Linked DNA regions of Macaca mulatta: region 1 is linked to region 2. Evidence: chromatin contacts called from public Hi-C data. All regions are on one chromosome and are shown on one strand. Each heading gives the region's core, a stretch centred on a gene start, on an enhancer-like site or on the middle of the called end of the contact. The rest is flanking DNA. Distances are from core to core; before and after follow the strand shown.

Region 1 (7,197 bases), core at 2,724-5,223, 150 kb before region 2:
AATTTATACCCTGATATCCACAACTTCCAGTCACCCCCTTGGCATTTTGTAAGTCCAGGAATATTCAAGTCGGATTTAGAATTGGAATGATAGAAGATCCAGTCACAGACCCCATCTGTTCTTTGATTTTTGTCTTTTGGATTCCTCATTTTTCCTGATTATCCACTCACAAGATGACTCAGTTGGGAACTTGACCATGATTGTAGTGCTTTCTGGCTGGGCTCCTTCCCTCATCGGGAAGACAGTGTGAAAGGTAAAAAATACTGAATTCTCTTCTGGCAGTGTGGGTCATATCCACTGTCTGGGATTTAAAAATGCCTCTTCATGTGTAAGGCGAGGTGGTCCGACCTGGAAAATGCTCGGTCGCATTTTTGGCACTGGAACGGGCGGTGCCCAGTGTGTTTCCGGTAGTGCCTGGTCAGTTCATCTGAGCGGGCAAATTTCCATCCACAGCCGTCCCAGTCACAGTGGTAAGGTTTCTCACCTGTAAAGGCAAAAGAAAAAAAAAATTAACGCCACTGCTATATCAAAGAATGGGCCCTTTTAAAAACTGAAGGCCAGATACTAAACCAACTCTGACCCTATCCTAAAGGAATCCAGGAAAAGTCTTTATACCACTGACGGGCTGTATTGAATTCCATGTCATAAACAGGAATACATTCCGTGTCTTAAGTTACTTATTTGGTCTTGTTTTTAGGGGGTCAGTTAAGCACACAACCACCACCTACACCTATACTAATGTTTCACCAAAAACACACAAACACGCCACCTAAACCTATACTAATGTTTCTTTTGAGTCAAGACATGTCAGTGGTGAAAATGAAATTTGCAAATTGTGATTGGTGGTGTGTGCAAACCAGGCAATCTTATTCCTACTACGATTGGGGATAAAAAGCCACAGGTGGCAATTTTGTTTTCTTTACTTTTACCTTACTGAATGCTAAGCGCCTAAGTGACTTTGAGTACCTACTTACATTGACATGGAAATGCTCTGCAGTGACAATCCTAAATCAGAATCTCCTCAGCAATTTTGACCATCATATTCTTGGAATTTAAAATAAAACCTTCTGCTTGTGGGGGAAAAAAAATAAAAATGCAAATCAAAACAAATAACAAAAAATAAATAAGACCGAATTGTTAAGACCAAAATTCAAAATAATAGAAAGGGAGGGTGAACCTGGGAAGGTAACATTAAAAACCTAGTTTAAAAAAAAGCCATCATGCTTTTGCATAGCAAAGTATAATTTCTTGATTACAATGCCCAAGCTAGGAGAGGCCCACAGACCGCGGGGAATCTCTGCCTTTTAAAGGCCAAACAAAATTGCACATTCAAGCACAGATACCATCCATCAAGCAAAAGGCTAGGAAGAAAAGTAGGCGCCGGTTCGCTGTCCTCCCCAGTGATCCCAGAGATCAAGGTGATAGACTGCCCTGGGAAGCCAAGGAAGCACTGAGGAGTGTCCACTGGTAGCCCCATAGGGCTGGAAGCTAACCCCTTGCTTCCGCAGTTTGTCCCCCTACCTGTGTGGGTTCGCAGGTGTGCCTTGAGATGGGAACTCTTTGTGTAGGTTTTGCCGCAGCCCGCGTAATCACAAGTGTGGGTGGCCGTCCTTTTCCGGGGCCACGATCGTCTTCCCCTCTTTGGCTTGGGCTCCTCCGGCATGCAGGAACCGGGTGGCATGAGCTCTAGGGGTGGAGAAGGTGGGGTGAGCATCATCCCCTGTGCCCCAAGGGGCCAGCACACACAGAGCTCCCCAGCCCGAGCTATAAATCCCCGGGACTGACCTTGGTAATGGAGCGGCGGGACTTGAGGCTGCATCTGGTCGGGCAGGAAGGATGGGTAATTGGGCCCCGGGTGGGGATGGAAGCCGGGGGGAAGCGGCAGGGCAGGGTGACAGTCCCTGCTGCTTAGCACTTCCTCAAGACCCAGGGTCGGGGTAGTCCTGCTGGGGAGCTGCCGCCCCAGGGGGAAGTCGTGTGCAGCCGGCCGGTGGCCATTGCTGAGAGGGGGTCCAGCGCCCAAGTGGGTGCACGAGGAGACCGCCTCCTGCTTAATCTTGGGGCACGTTCGCGGCGGCCCACCGTTGTAGGGCGCCACCACCACCGGGTGGCTACCGTCAGGGCTGCCTTTGCTGACGCTGATGACCGACGGGCTGCCGTACTCGCTGCCAGGGGCGCTCAGCGACGCCTTCAGCACGAACTTGCCCATCAGCCCGCCACCTGGCGGCGGCGGCTGCTGCGGCGGAATGTACACCGGGTCCAATTCTGGCCGGAGGAGCTCGGCCACGAAGCCGCCCGAGGGGCTCACGTCGTTGATGTCCGCCAGGTTGAAGGGAGCCGTCGGAGGGGGAGCGGACTCCCTCCCATAGAGGAGGCCTCCGCCCGTGCCGCCCGGCGCCACGCCCGGGTCGCTCCCGGCCCGGATCGGATAGGTGAAGCTGCAGGTGGAGGGCGCGCTGGCAGGGCCGCTGCTCGACGGGGACGACGAGGAAGAGGCTGACGCTGACGAGGACACGGTGGCGGCCACTGACTCCGGAGGATGGGTCAGCGAATTGGAGAGGATAAAGTCCAGGTCCAGGAGATCGTTGAACTCCTCGGTCTCTCTCCGAGGTAGGGGCGCCAGGTTGCTACCGCCGCAAGCCGCACCGGCTACGCCGCTCTCCAAGTCTGTGGCCACGGTCGCCGCCGCCAGGTCATACGGGCGGCCGGGAAGCACCGGGGGAAGTCGCTTCATGTGGGAGAGCTCCTCCCGCCAGCGCTGAGGGGACAGGGCGGGAGAGGCCCGTCAGTGGTGGTCCCCTGTTGCCACCCGACATACCGACGTGCTGGCGGGCCACACGCAACTGCACCGCCCAGACATGGGGACTGGTCAGGCAGCAATCACCCGGGAACCCAGGGCGCCAGGGCTGCAATCTCGGCCCACACCCGGGTCGGAGAAGAGGTGATGCGTCTGTATCGCGGGCGTTATGTACTGTCTACCCAATTGCGTGTGAGCGAGCGCCACGGCTGGTCCCTCCCCCGCCAAGTCCCGTGGACGTCCCCGGAATTGGCACACCGAGGCTCTCTCGGTGCGCTCTAGCCACGGGGCCGCCTACGCGCTAAACTCACTCTGGCCCAGCCAGTGTCTGGGGATGCGGCCACCTCCCGCCTGGTGGCCTGCGCGCGCCCGCCCTACCGACAGGGCGCCCGGGGACTGGTGAAGACCCGGCTTGCGCCCCAGGCGGCTCCGCAGTGCTCGCACCACGGGCATGTACAGCTGAGCCAAGGGCACGGAAGCTAACCCGGGAAGGCTGCGGAGTCCGCGCGGTGGCCGCTCCTTACCCTCGTTCAGTGGCTTAGTGACCCCAGAGCTCCGCCCGCCCCCACCACACCCACGGAAACCCACCGGGCGTTCCCGGCGGCCCGGGGTGATACGATACTCACGTTATTCGGGGCACCTGCTTGACGCAGTGTCTTCTCCCTTCCCGCCGGGCCAGACGCGAACGTGGAGAAAGATGGGAGCAGCGCGTCGCTGACAGCCATGTCAGACTCGCCAGGTGGCTGCCTGCGAGCCGGGCAGGGCGCAGAGACAGAGTCAGGGGCGGCTTTCGGCCGTCGTTCCGGCGCGTCCCACCGGTCCTCACCCCTCCCTGCTCCCAGCGCCGCGCGCCTCACCTACCTCATTAATTCGGGGGCCCAGAAAGGTCCTCGGGAGCCCGAAGCAGCTGGGGCACCCGAACCCCAAAGTCAACGTAGAGAAGAAACGAAGCCAAAACCGAAAACCCCAAATTGGCCGAGATCCTTCTTCTTTGGATTAAATATAAATTGGAAGCGTCCTTTTTAAAAAGTTCCTTTGTATACAAAAGTTCTTGGAAAAGTTGTAAACTCAAAAACAGACAATCAGCAAGGCGAGTAAGTAGGTCCGGTGGCCGGGCTGCGCTCTCTTCCACTCAGCAGCGTCCCCCACCGCTGTCGCGGTCGCCTTGAGTGCTGCCGTGGGCGCAGGGGCTGTGGCCGGGGCGGTGGGCGGATGGTGCCGCCAGGTGAGACTGGCTGCGGTGGCGCGGAGCTGCGAACTGGTTGGCGGCGCAGGGCGCGGAGTCCGGGGAGTTGTGTGGAACGCGCGCGGCCATGGGCGCGGGCCACGGGCGGGTGCGAGGGTGGGGGGCCAGAGGGGCGGGGAGGGTCACTCGGCGGCTCCCGGTGCCGCCGCCGCCGCCCGCCACCGCCTCTGCTCCCCGCGCGCCCGCAGACACGTTCGCTCTCTCTGGTCGGGGAACTGCCGGCCGCCGGCGCGCGCTCCTTACTTATAACTTCCTTCGCTAACAGCCTTTTCCTCCGCCTTCTCCCATGCCCCGCCCCTCCCTTTCTTCTCTCCGCCCCCCCCGAGGCTCCCCTCCATCGTTGCTATGGCAGCTAAATCAACAAACTCGGCGCACGTGGGGGCGGGGGAGGGGAAGGAGGGGCGCGGGCGGGGCCGGGCCGGGCCGGGCCGTGACGCCAGCCGGGCAGCTGGCGGGCTGGAGCCGAGCTGACGCCGGCGGCAGTGGTGTCGGCGGCGGCGGCGTCCGCCCCAGAGCTGGGCGCGAGGAACCGGGCGCAGGTTCGGTCTCTGCGCGACCAGGGCAGTACTCACCGCCATTGTCGGCTCCGTGGGTTCGAAGCCCGCGAAGACTGGTGGGGTCAGCGGGCGGGACGGTCACGCGTCCCCACCCCTGCTCGCATACGCGCTTGCCGCGCTGTCTGCGCGCTGGAGAAGAGCGCGATTATCCGCGTGACTCATCCAGCCCTCGGTCTCCCCCTCCCTCCCTGCGCTCGCTGGAGTCCGCTCTCGCCGCGCAGCGCCAGTGCCCGTGCCGGCGCTCGGCCTGACCTCGCACGGTTCCTCGCGGTCCCTTCTGCCGAGGGGTGGGGGGCGCTAGGGGTGTGGAGAGGAAGCGGGTGCCCAGCACTGTGCAGCGTGAACTGGGAGCCTCAGGAGAAGGCCAGAGGAGTGTTCCGCCGGGAACAGGCAGAAAGAGGCAAGAGTGGGGAGTTATGGTTTTGATACTTTAAAAAGCGAGAAAGGGAATGAAAGGGCTCAAGATTTACTCAAAGGGGTGAGGGAGAGAAGAGGGACTGTGAGGCGCGGAGACACTTTTCAACCAGCCGTCTCGAAGCACTCTTTCTCTCTCTCTCTCTCTCTCTCTCTCTCTCTCTCTCTCTCTCTCTCCCCCCCCCCCTCTCTCCCTCTCCCCTTCTTTCTCTCTCTTTCTTTCTTCTTTCTCTTTCCTTTCTTTTTCTTTTTGGACACACTCGCTCTGTCACCCAGGCTGGAATGCAGTGGCACGATCTCAGCTCACTGCAACATCCTCCTCCTGGGTTCAAGCGATTCTCCTGCCTCAGCCTCCCGAGTAGCGGGGATTACAGGCGTGCTCTACGACCCCGGCTAATTTTTGTTGTTTTTCGTAGAGACGGAGTTTCTGGGCCAGGCAGGTCTCGAACATCTGACCTCAAGTGATCCGCCCGCCTCGGCCTTCCACAGTGCTGGGATTACAGGCGTGAGCCACTGCGCCCGGCCTCGAAACACTTTTCAAGCCACGCACTCTCCTTTCCTCTTTATGGATGAGAAACTGAGTCATAAAGAGGTGAAATGGCCAGTAAAGGTCAAAGGACAACTCGTTCCTTCGGCTCAGGCTCCGGGTAGGTCAGGCCCCCCGACTTCGCTGGGAAGTGACTATGTGCCAGGATCCTAGCTCCCGAAAAGTGCACACCGAGGCCGCCGCAGGCGTCCTCGCCCACCGGGAAGGGAATAGGAAACGGCGATCTTCAGTCTTATAACGCTGCCCCCCCCCAACCCCCATTCCTCTTGGTTTGTGATCAGTAATTTTCCAGCTGGGAAATGTTTTGCTCTCATCTTCTCAGCAAACAGTATTTTTTTTTTAAACGTGAATGTGGTGTTCGGTATCACTTTCTAAACGTAGGCTTGGCGAGGTGTTTACTTTGGATTCGGGCGCGCGGCGCGGGGCTCCGCCCCCCTCTCCACGGAGCCCCCTCACCGGTGAATGCTGGCGCTTAGCCTGGTGTCAACCTAGGAAAGAAAAGGGAGGGGAGACTGGGGAAAGGGATGGAAGCTCGGGCACCGGGCAGAGAGTGCGCTCACCCCTTTTTGAGTTCTAGTTGCCAACGTCCTTTGTCGTTGTCACCTGTTTGAACCCTGCGATTCTGGTACCTATTAGGTTTCCTCAGAATATTTGTGATACCTGATTTTTCCACTCCTCACCAACCACAGAAGCATTCTTGGAATGCATCTCGCCCAGAATGAATTGACTAGGCCCTCCCTGCCAACGCCAGGAATCCCTCTTAAGATCCAGAGTCGGACACCCTTGAGTGTGACTTCCATCCTCTAGTTTGGCTCTGGCCAAGGGCTGCCAGGGCTGCAGCTGAGGGAGGGGAGTGTTTTGGCAGGGAAACTGAGGTCCCCCTTCCCATGGCCTCGAGGGGTTCAACCCCACCCCCATAGGATCAGGCCAGTTACTTTAACTCTGATTTTTACTTTAAGCGCTTTTCAAACGGAAGAACCAAAAAAGGAAGACAACTGCCACCTCCTCCCCTACTCCTTTAATTGTGATGGCAACATCTTGGGACGCTGTGATTTGAGGGCTGCATGGAAAACTCACCACTTTTTCAGGAAAGCCAAAGTCCCTTACCCGGGATAATCAGTGGATGAGCCCTTGATGGGCAGCCATCTCCCTTGGGATGTAAACATGTGGGTCAGGACTTGGAATTTCCAACTTAGGTAGGGAGCACACTAGATTATTTCTGCTCTACTTTCATTTCTCTAAGGCAGTAGCCCTTCCCCCTCAAAAAAACTATCCGTAACCACCACAATGAAAAAACAATATTGCACAGATGAAGTGGAAAGCCACTATTATTATGTCATATAATCAAGACAAGATTCTGAAACTCCATTGAAAAAGATGAACTTGTTTCCAACCGGCCTTGTAAAAGCCAGTCTCTCTTGGTGGCAGGCAACTCTGGTTATTCCTCTGATTGCGTCATAAAGGGGAATCTCTATATTCACCCCAGAGTTAGTTCTAAAAGAAGCAAGGAACTTCAAGTTCACAAATAGTCTTTCAAGGCAGGTGCCCTGTATGACAACAAGGTTATGGCCCTCCCTGTCTTCAGAACAGGTAGGGCCAGAAGAGTTAAATCCTTGCCCTATATAATTTATAAACA
Region 2 (7,516 bases), core at 3,794-6,293:
GTGGCATCTTCTAGACGTGTGACTGACGGGAAACTTCCTAACCTCTCTGAGCCTGTTTTTCATCTATAAAATGAATGAGATGAGGATGAAATGATCTAAGATGTGTGAAAAGAAATAGCACATAGTTGGAACTCAACCAGCTCTGATTTTTTAAAAAAATGTATCTATTAAAGAGGAGACAAGACCAGCCAAACTTGCAAAGGAAAACAAACAAATCAGATATACATTATTCAGGGGAGGTGGAGGAGTGCTGGCTTGAACTGGATCCTCCTCTCCCTCTCTTTTTCTTTTCGATTCCTTAGGACTTTCCTCTTTTGGAGCAGTGGTATGTCAGCACAGCGGAAATTCGAATAGGGGCAGTTTTTGTCCCAACAAAGGACTGGACGGTGATGGAAGGTCCCCTGCCTGTTCACTGCTAAATAGAACTGCATGTAAATAAGATCATTTGAGCTGTGGTGGGTTTTGAATACACAACCATCAAGGTAAATGGGCATTCCAAAGAAATCCTGGCTGTCAGACAATGCCTGAATTAAAATGAAACTTCTTGAAAATTAAAGCCAACGTTCAGGCTTCGGATCATGTGAGGAAATGGGAGGTTTTTACCGGTTCATTCACCCATGCACTCGGTTACCTAGCTGCATCCCGGATTTACAAAGGTGGAAAAGATCATTCTAGTAGGAGAGAGAGAGAGAGACAATGAGGAGTTAAAGATAAGACATTTGCTGCTATCTTGGAAAATATACAGCCTAAGTGGAAATGCACAGCAGCACTCCCTTGATTCTGTTCTATGTCTACTATGTGCCTCAGACTGGCTAGACATTGAGAGGAACTGAGAAGCTGAAGACATAATGTGCCAACTAGCTAATGTAAAGATAGGATAAGTGTGAATAAACAGTTGACAGAGGAGGGATAAAAGGACACTGCCATTTATTGAGCACTCACTTTGTACCAGGCACTAGGCAGGGGTCTGGTGGATTGCGGGGATCTGGTGGGTTGCAGGGGTAGCATTTAGCCTAAATTAACCATTGCAACAATCGTTGAGTCAATACTATTATCCCCATTTTATAGGTGAACAAACTCAGTCTTAGAGGGGTTAAGGTCTTTGCCTGGTAAACATCAGCACAGGGAATCGAATCCAAGTGTTTCTGACTTTCCAGCCTAGCACTGGTTTTTGAAAATAATTCTGTGGCAAGAACTATATGACTAGTGTGAGGTAGTTTCTAGTGAATAAGAAAGCAAGAATCTGGCCGGGTACAGTGGCTCACGCCTGTAATCCCAGCACTTTGGGAGGCCGAGGTGGGCGGATCACAAGGTCAGGAGTTTGAGACCAGCCTGGCCAATATGGTGAAACCCCGTCTCTACTAAAAATACAGAAATTAGCTGGGCATGGTGACGCATGCCTGTAGTCCCAGCTACTCGGGAGGCTGAGGCAGAAGAATCGCTGGAACCCAGGAGGCAGAGGTTGTAGTGAGCCGAGATCACACCACTGTACTCCAGCCGGGGCGACAGAGCGAGACTCCATCCCCCGCCCCACAAAAAAAGAGAGCAAGAATCTGGTACTGACATGAGTATTGAGAAAATCCAAATCCAATGCAAGATAAAATGTTTTGGTTAGCATTTATCTAAGAAAGTTGTGGAAAGCAAGTTGTATATTTGGCTTTGAAGGAGTGGTCCTTTCATTCCAGGAACCTCAGCTTTGTTATTTTCTGAGGCTATGGTTTAAATCACATATTCCTGGTCCATTGTGAAGAAGATTCTTGAGACAAAGGAAAGAGGGAAAAAATATGATCTGTCATGGCATAGGAGCTGAAATTCAAGTTTTAAAATCACTTCTAAACAGCTCTGAGCTTCTGTGATTTGCTAGAAAGACTCATGTAGCTCAAGTTGGAGAAAGCATGTCGTGATTGCTAAGGCTGCAAAGAGATTTTTCCATTACTTTTTAGTTTTTAAAATTATTAAATTAAAAAAAAAATGAGCCCAAGATGAGCTCCACAGTTTCCTCAGACGGGATTAGATATGAGTTTCAAGTTTTCAAAGTTCAATTCAATTTGAGTTTCCTGTGTCCTAAAAATGTCTTCAATTAAAAGCAAGAAAAAAATGTATTTTTTTCATCTTCATCAAACTAAAACATGGCTGAAGGGATTTTATTCAAACTTTTCCCCAAAATTCACCTTTTGCCAAGACCCAGCATGGAAAATTTCAGTGCAAAAGGATCACTCTTTGGCAATTTCCCCGAGCTAATGAAAACAGAGGGGCATAAAGGGAGTCTGTGTGCGGCTCTAACTATAGTGGTCACTGCAGCCCACATTGTGTGAGAAGAAGGGCCTCATTCAGTCACCCCCCTTTTAAGTCTTTTTTATCATCAATATGGATGAGACTTAGATTTGACGTGGTCACCAAACAAAAGGCACTCACTTTATGAAAACAATCTGGGTAATGGCATTATTTCAAGTGGCTTCACTCAGTTATGACTGGCTTTGGAATAGTTATTGTTGATTCATTCATTCGTTCATTCATTCACTCATTTATTGTACAAGTATTTACTGAGTGCCAGCAATGTGTGAGGCACTTTAATACATGTTGGGAATGCTATGGTGGCAGGCATAAGCGAGGCAGTTCCTGCATTCATGAGTTCATGGGGGGAGAAGAAAAACAGATTAAATTATAAACTGTGACAAATTCTAGGAGGCAACAGAACAGGGTGCTGAAACAGAGAAAATCGGGTGTTGTGGTGATAGGGGGCCTGCATTGTACGGGAGGCTAGTGAAGGTCTCATATGCATTCATTCATCATTTAGCAAGCATTTAGTGAGTGGCCACCATGCTCTGGAGTCTATACTATTCTAGACACCATTTTTACCTTCAAGGTGCTCTTAGACCAGTGGGAGAGCAGGCAGGTAAGCAAAAAGCTCAGATGCTGGGTGACAAGTGCTTTAATGCAGGCATGTGCCATATCTAATGTGGAAACAGGAAGGAGATCTAAATATGCTGCGGTTGGCGGTGGTCAAAGAAAGTTTCTCTCAGGGAGAACAATTCAACAGACATTTGTGATAAGTTGATGTTTGGCAAGATAGAGGTGAATGATAACTAGGGCTACTTTCAAGGAGTCTGAAGTCCAGTCTTGCTTCCGGAGTCACCTCTTTGAGAGCCTGGAGCCTGCAGTGTCTGACCCACCTCTCCAGTAGTAAGCATGGAACTTGAATCAAAAGAGGTGCTTAGTAAATAATACGTCCCTTTCTCTGACATCTCATGGCGCAACTCTTTGGATTTAGTCTAGTGGTGAAGAACTTGGCTTCTGCAGTCAGATTGCGTGAGTTCAAATTCCAGCACCCAGTTGTGTTACCTTGGGCAATTTTTGTGCACTACAGTTTCCCTACATGCAAGGCAGGGATGATAATGATACCTGCAGACTAGGGTAGTTATAAGGACTAAATGAAATCATGCTTATATGATCACTAAAGATATGACCAGCATACAGCATCCCAATGTGTTTTTAAGTGCTGCTTGTCACTTTGCACAACCCCTCCATTCACTCAATCCAACAATTACGGGTTGAGTATTTTCAGTCTTAGGCATTGTGCTGGGTGCTTAGATTCAGAAAAATCTTGCCAGACTCCGGGGTCTCCATTCCCAAAGGTGGTTAAATATTCCCAAATCACCCCAAATGAAAGTTCTTTGCCTCTTCTACCCAGATAAATAGGTATTTGCTATCTGTAATACCGAAAAGATTAGGGGTGAACGTCTGTTCATTTTTCATCAGCACATCTGGTTTTTAGGTGAAAAGCTGCCAGGAATTTTGAAACATCTTGTTACTTTAGACATCAGAAGGCGGGGAGATTTCCCATTATTAATTGTATGTAAAAACTTCTTTATGCCCCAGGGTTAGGGCAAAGCTGAGATTTCATAGGTCAGTGAAAGCTTACCATCATTGTTTTTGCTTGGTAATAATTTTATTTAGGGAGGAGGAAGAAGAGAAGGGAGGTGATTTCCAGAATGATAAAGCAATGTGTCAATGCCATGCAGTTTCGAGAGGCCACTGAGGTGGTAGGGAAAGCATTGCCCGTGTGTGGCTCCATCTCCCCAGCCTCAGTTTCCCTTTTCGTAAGATAAGGATAACAGAACTTCCTGCGTAGTGTGGGTTGAGGTTTCAAGGAGAGCATGAACGTGGAAACACATCAGTGCCTTTTGCCTGCTAAATGCTTCTTGTTTATTTCTAGCCCTGCCACATGTTTGCAAATCTTTGCAATGTGCAGTTGGAAGGGAAAGTGGGGATAGAGAAGGTAGATTTGATTTGAGAGTTTGTGCACACAGTGGTGGGTCTGAGTTTGGGGGCCTGGCTAGAAACAAGTGGCTTTTTTGGTGGCACCTAGTGCGCCTTCTCTTGAGACAGAGGCTCTGTAAACCCCCCTCAGCATCAAACTTCGCACCACCGTCCCTTTGTCACGGCATCCTTCCTTCTCCACTCGAGAGAGGCAGGACACAGAACCCAGGCCCAGCCCAGCGAGCCCGAGCCAGACTGCCTCGGGCCGGTGTTGCTCGGCCTCTCTGGGGAATCTGGGAGGCTCGGCCAGGCCTGAATCGGCCCGGGTCCCGAGGTCAAGGTCGGGGTCAGGGTCGGGGTCCGGTCGTACGCGCTGGCACGGCCTGCGGTCGGGCGCGCACAGACGAGCGCGGGGCCTCCCCGCAGGCTGCGCTGCCTGCCGGCCTCGGGAACTGACCAGGCCGCGTGTGAGCGCCGGGATTCCTGATCCTGCCTTAAATATGCCGGTTATTTTTATCTCCCTACGTCAGGCAGCGAAGGCCATCCCACCGGTGGCCCAGGCGGCTGCTACACAATGTTTCCCTTTAGTCGGGAGGGGAAATGGAGGGAGGCCAGACTTCCTGATCACATGGTGCTGAAGTCAATGAAAAAAAATTAAGGGGGACCCCTCCCTTTTTCTTCAATGCCTGATCCAGATTCCCCCCTCCCTGCTCCCCCGACCCACCCCCTCTGGGCTCCGCGCGTCGGAGGGAAGCGCAGCCTCCCAGGCGGAGGGCCAGCGAGGCAGGAGAGCGCGCGCAAACATAAACACGAGACTGTTGCAGTAATTGGTGGCTCTGAACACACTGAGGAAATGAGAGGCTTGTACGAAACATCAGCCGACAAGAAACGGGGTGATGTCAGACAGCCTTCCAGGATTAGAAACCCTTAAAAGCTCCGAGCCCGCGGCCGCTGCGGAAAACTCGGCTCTCCGGCTCTCCCGGGTAGGAAGCCGGGATTTCGCTTTTGCCCGACTCCCTCGGGGCACTCGCCTTCTCTCTTCCTTACTTTCTCTCTCTTCTCTCTCTCTCTCGCTCTCTCTCTCTTTTCTTTTCTTTCTTTTCTTTTTCTTTTCTCTCTTTCCTCTCTCTCTCATCTTTCTCTTTCTTTTTTTCTTCTTTCTCTTTTCCTTGCTTCTTTTCTTTTCCTGTCCTTCCTCTTCTCCCTCTTGCCCTCCCTCCCCACCACTTTTTCTCTTTCTGTTTCTCTGGCTGTCACTGTCTCTCTGTCTTCTCTCTCTTCTTTTTTTTTTCTTTTACCTTCTTTATTAAAAAGAAAGGAAGAGGCCGCATCAGAAGATTTCCATTTCTAAGGCACCTCGTACTTTTATATGTTTTCCCTCCTTTGAAACACCAAACTGGACCCAACTCCTACATAAGTCCAAAGGGACAAGTAAAACTGGGGTGTCGGTCACTTGAGTTTGTTATAACTTTCCCTTCTTCTCAGTGCCCCTTTCTCACCCCCCTTTTCGGATTAGAAGTTCATATTGCAATCATTTGCCAACATGTTGGAAGGGCTGGAAATAAACAAAAAGCATTTACCAAGGACAACAGCAGCCTCCCCACCGCGAAATGGGGAAAATGCTTGCAAAAATCTGGCAGTTTCAGAAGAGAATATAGATTTCCCAGTAATATGTATCCCAGCCACCTAGCTAATAACACTAGTGGCTGCTGCCCCATTTTCTGTCCATAGTTTAATTAAGACTAAAAGTGCTTACACGTATGTGTGTATAAACACACACACACTCACCCTCCCTTAGGCCACAGGGCAGAGTAGCTAACAGCCAGTGAGCAGGGAGGATCTTGTATCACATCCAGCAGGAACTCGCATGTGTCTTAAAGTTGGAGGCCAGTTACTTAGTCACATCTGTTCAGTGACACCAAAAGTGATGTCTGTCAAGGCTATTTCTCTTCGTGTCCACCAGGATTAATGAGGCAATGTTTGGAAAGTGCTTGAGCCCCCACCATGAAAGGCACCCAAGACACCTTTTCAAAGAATGATTTATGTCCAGCTTTATCTAAATAGGAACCGAAAAAGCATTTTTCTTGTCTGTAGAGCAGGTGAACTCAGCACCTGACTTCTTGCTTGGGGACATTTCAGAAGCTTTCGAATCTGCCTTATTAATTGGTCTGATACCTCTTTACCATGAAGGCACGTTTTTTCTTTCTTCCTGAGCCTCCAGAAAAGGTCATATCAAGGCTGAGTTTGTACAGCCTCAGAGGAATACGACTGGTTCCAAAGACTTGGTTTCCTTCCCTGCTGCTTATGGTGAGAACAATGTCCCCCAACCTGAACCTTCCTCCCTCCCCTGCACACTCATAAATCTTGTGGTGATTTAGTTCCCCTCAATGCTTGACACTCCTAAGCTGTAGTAATTTGAGCCAAGCATACTTTTTGGTTTTATCCAGTATACCTGCGGTTATACCACTCACCAAGAAGTGCATCATAGCTCTGTTTTCAACTTCTTTTTTTTTTTTTCTTGGAGTTTCATTCTTGTTGCCCAGGCTGGAGTGCAATGGTACGATCTCAGCTCACTGCATCCTCCACCTCCCGGGTTCAAGCCATTCTCCTGCCTCAGCCTCCCGAGTAGCTGGGATTACAGACCTGCGTCACCGCACCTGGTCAATTTTGTATTTTTAGTAGAGATGGGATTTCTCCATGTTGGCTAGGCTGGTCTCGAACTCCCAACCTCAGGTGATCCACCCGCTTCAGCCTCCCAAAGTGCTGGGATAACAGGCGTGAGGCACCGTGCCCGGCCTGTTTTACACTTCTTGTGGGGACATTTTCCATCTCTGATGTTTTTCTTGTGCTCTGCAATCCCAGTGGGCAGCCTCATCTCTTCCTAGTCATTTCCTGATGTCTTTGTGTTGGGTGAAAGTGTCCCTACTCCTGCCACTGCTCCACCTAGCCACTTTGGCGTCTCCCTGTCTGTTATTTATTTATTTTTCTTTTGGGACGGAGTCTTGCTCTGTCGCCCAGGCTGGAATGCAATGGCGCGATCTCCGTTCATTGCAGCCTCCACCTCCCAGTGATCCCAAGTGATTCTCCTGCCTCAGCCTCCTGAGTAGCTGGTATTACAGATGCCTGCCACCATGCCTGGCTAATTTTTGTATTTTTAGTAGAAACGGGATTTCACCATGTTGACCAGGCTGGTCTCAAACTCCTAACCTCAAGCAATCCACCCCCCCACTCAGCCTCCCAAAGTGCTGGGATTACA

What was found. Hi-C and Micro-C count contacts between places; a contact is called where the count stands out from the background.
Region 1: a Hi-C map of fetal cortex germinal zone shows a contact between it and region 2, with 2.3 times the contacts expected there. The contact joins the promoter of KLF4 here to the enhancer-like site in region 2. A contact is called at or near these places in 4 of 14 Hi-C or Micro-C datasets (cortical neurons, fetal cortex germinal zone, fetal cortical plate and 1 more).

Annotation. Positions count from the first base shown.
Region 1 is chr15:50,897,638-50,904,834 of T2T-MMU8v2.0, reverse strand. KLF4 (KLF transcription factor 4) reads right to left here and starts at 3,973. Exons shown (of 5, transcript NM_001142793.2): 1 at 3,659-3,973; 2 at 3,424-3,544; 3 at 1,786-2,758; 4 at 1,522-1,686; 5 at 1-484. The coding sequence starts at 3,663. The coding sequence ends at 309.
Region 2 is chr15:50,747,713-50,755,228 of T2T-MMU8v2.0, reverse strand. All of the region lies in intron 4 of LOC144334854 (a long non-coding RNA gene), which reads left to right. Among named protein-coding and RNA genes, the nearest start is that of KLF4, 150 kb to the left of the region's middle. Within about 2 kb of position 5,043, at least 28 of the 40 cell types and tissues checked have an H3K27ac peak or open chromatin away from gene starts, as enhancers often do. A contact at or near this core is called in fetal cortex germinal zone and fetal cortical plate, where this site is marked.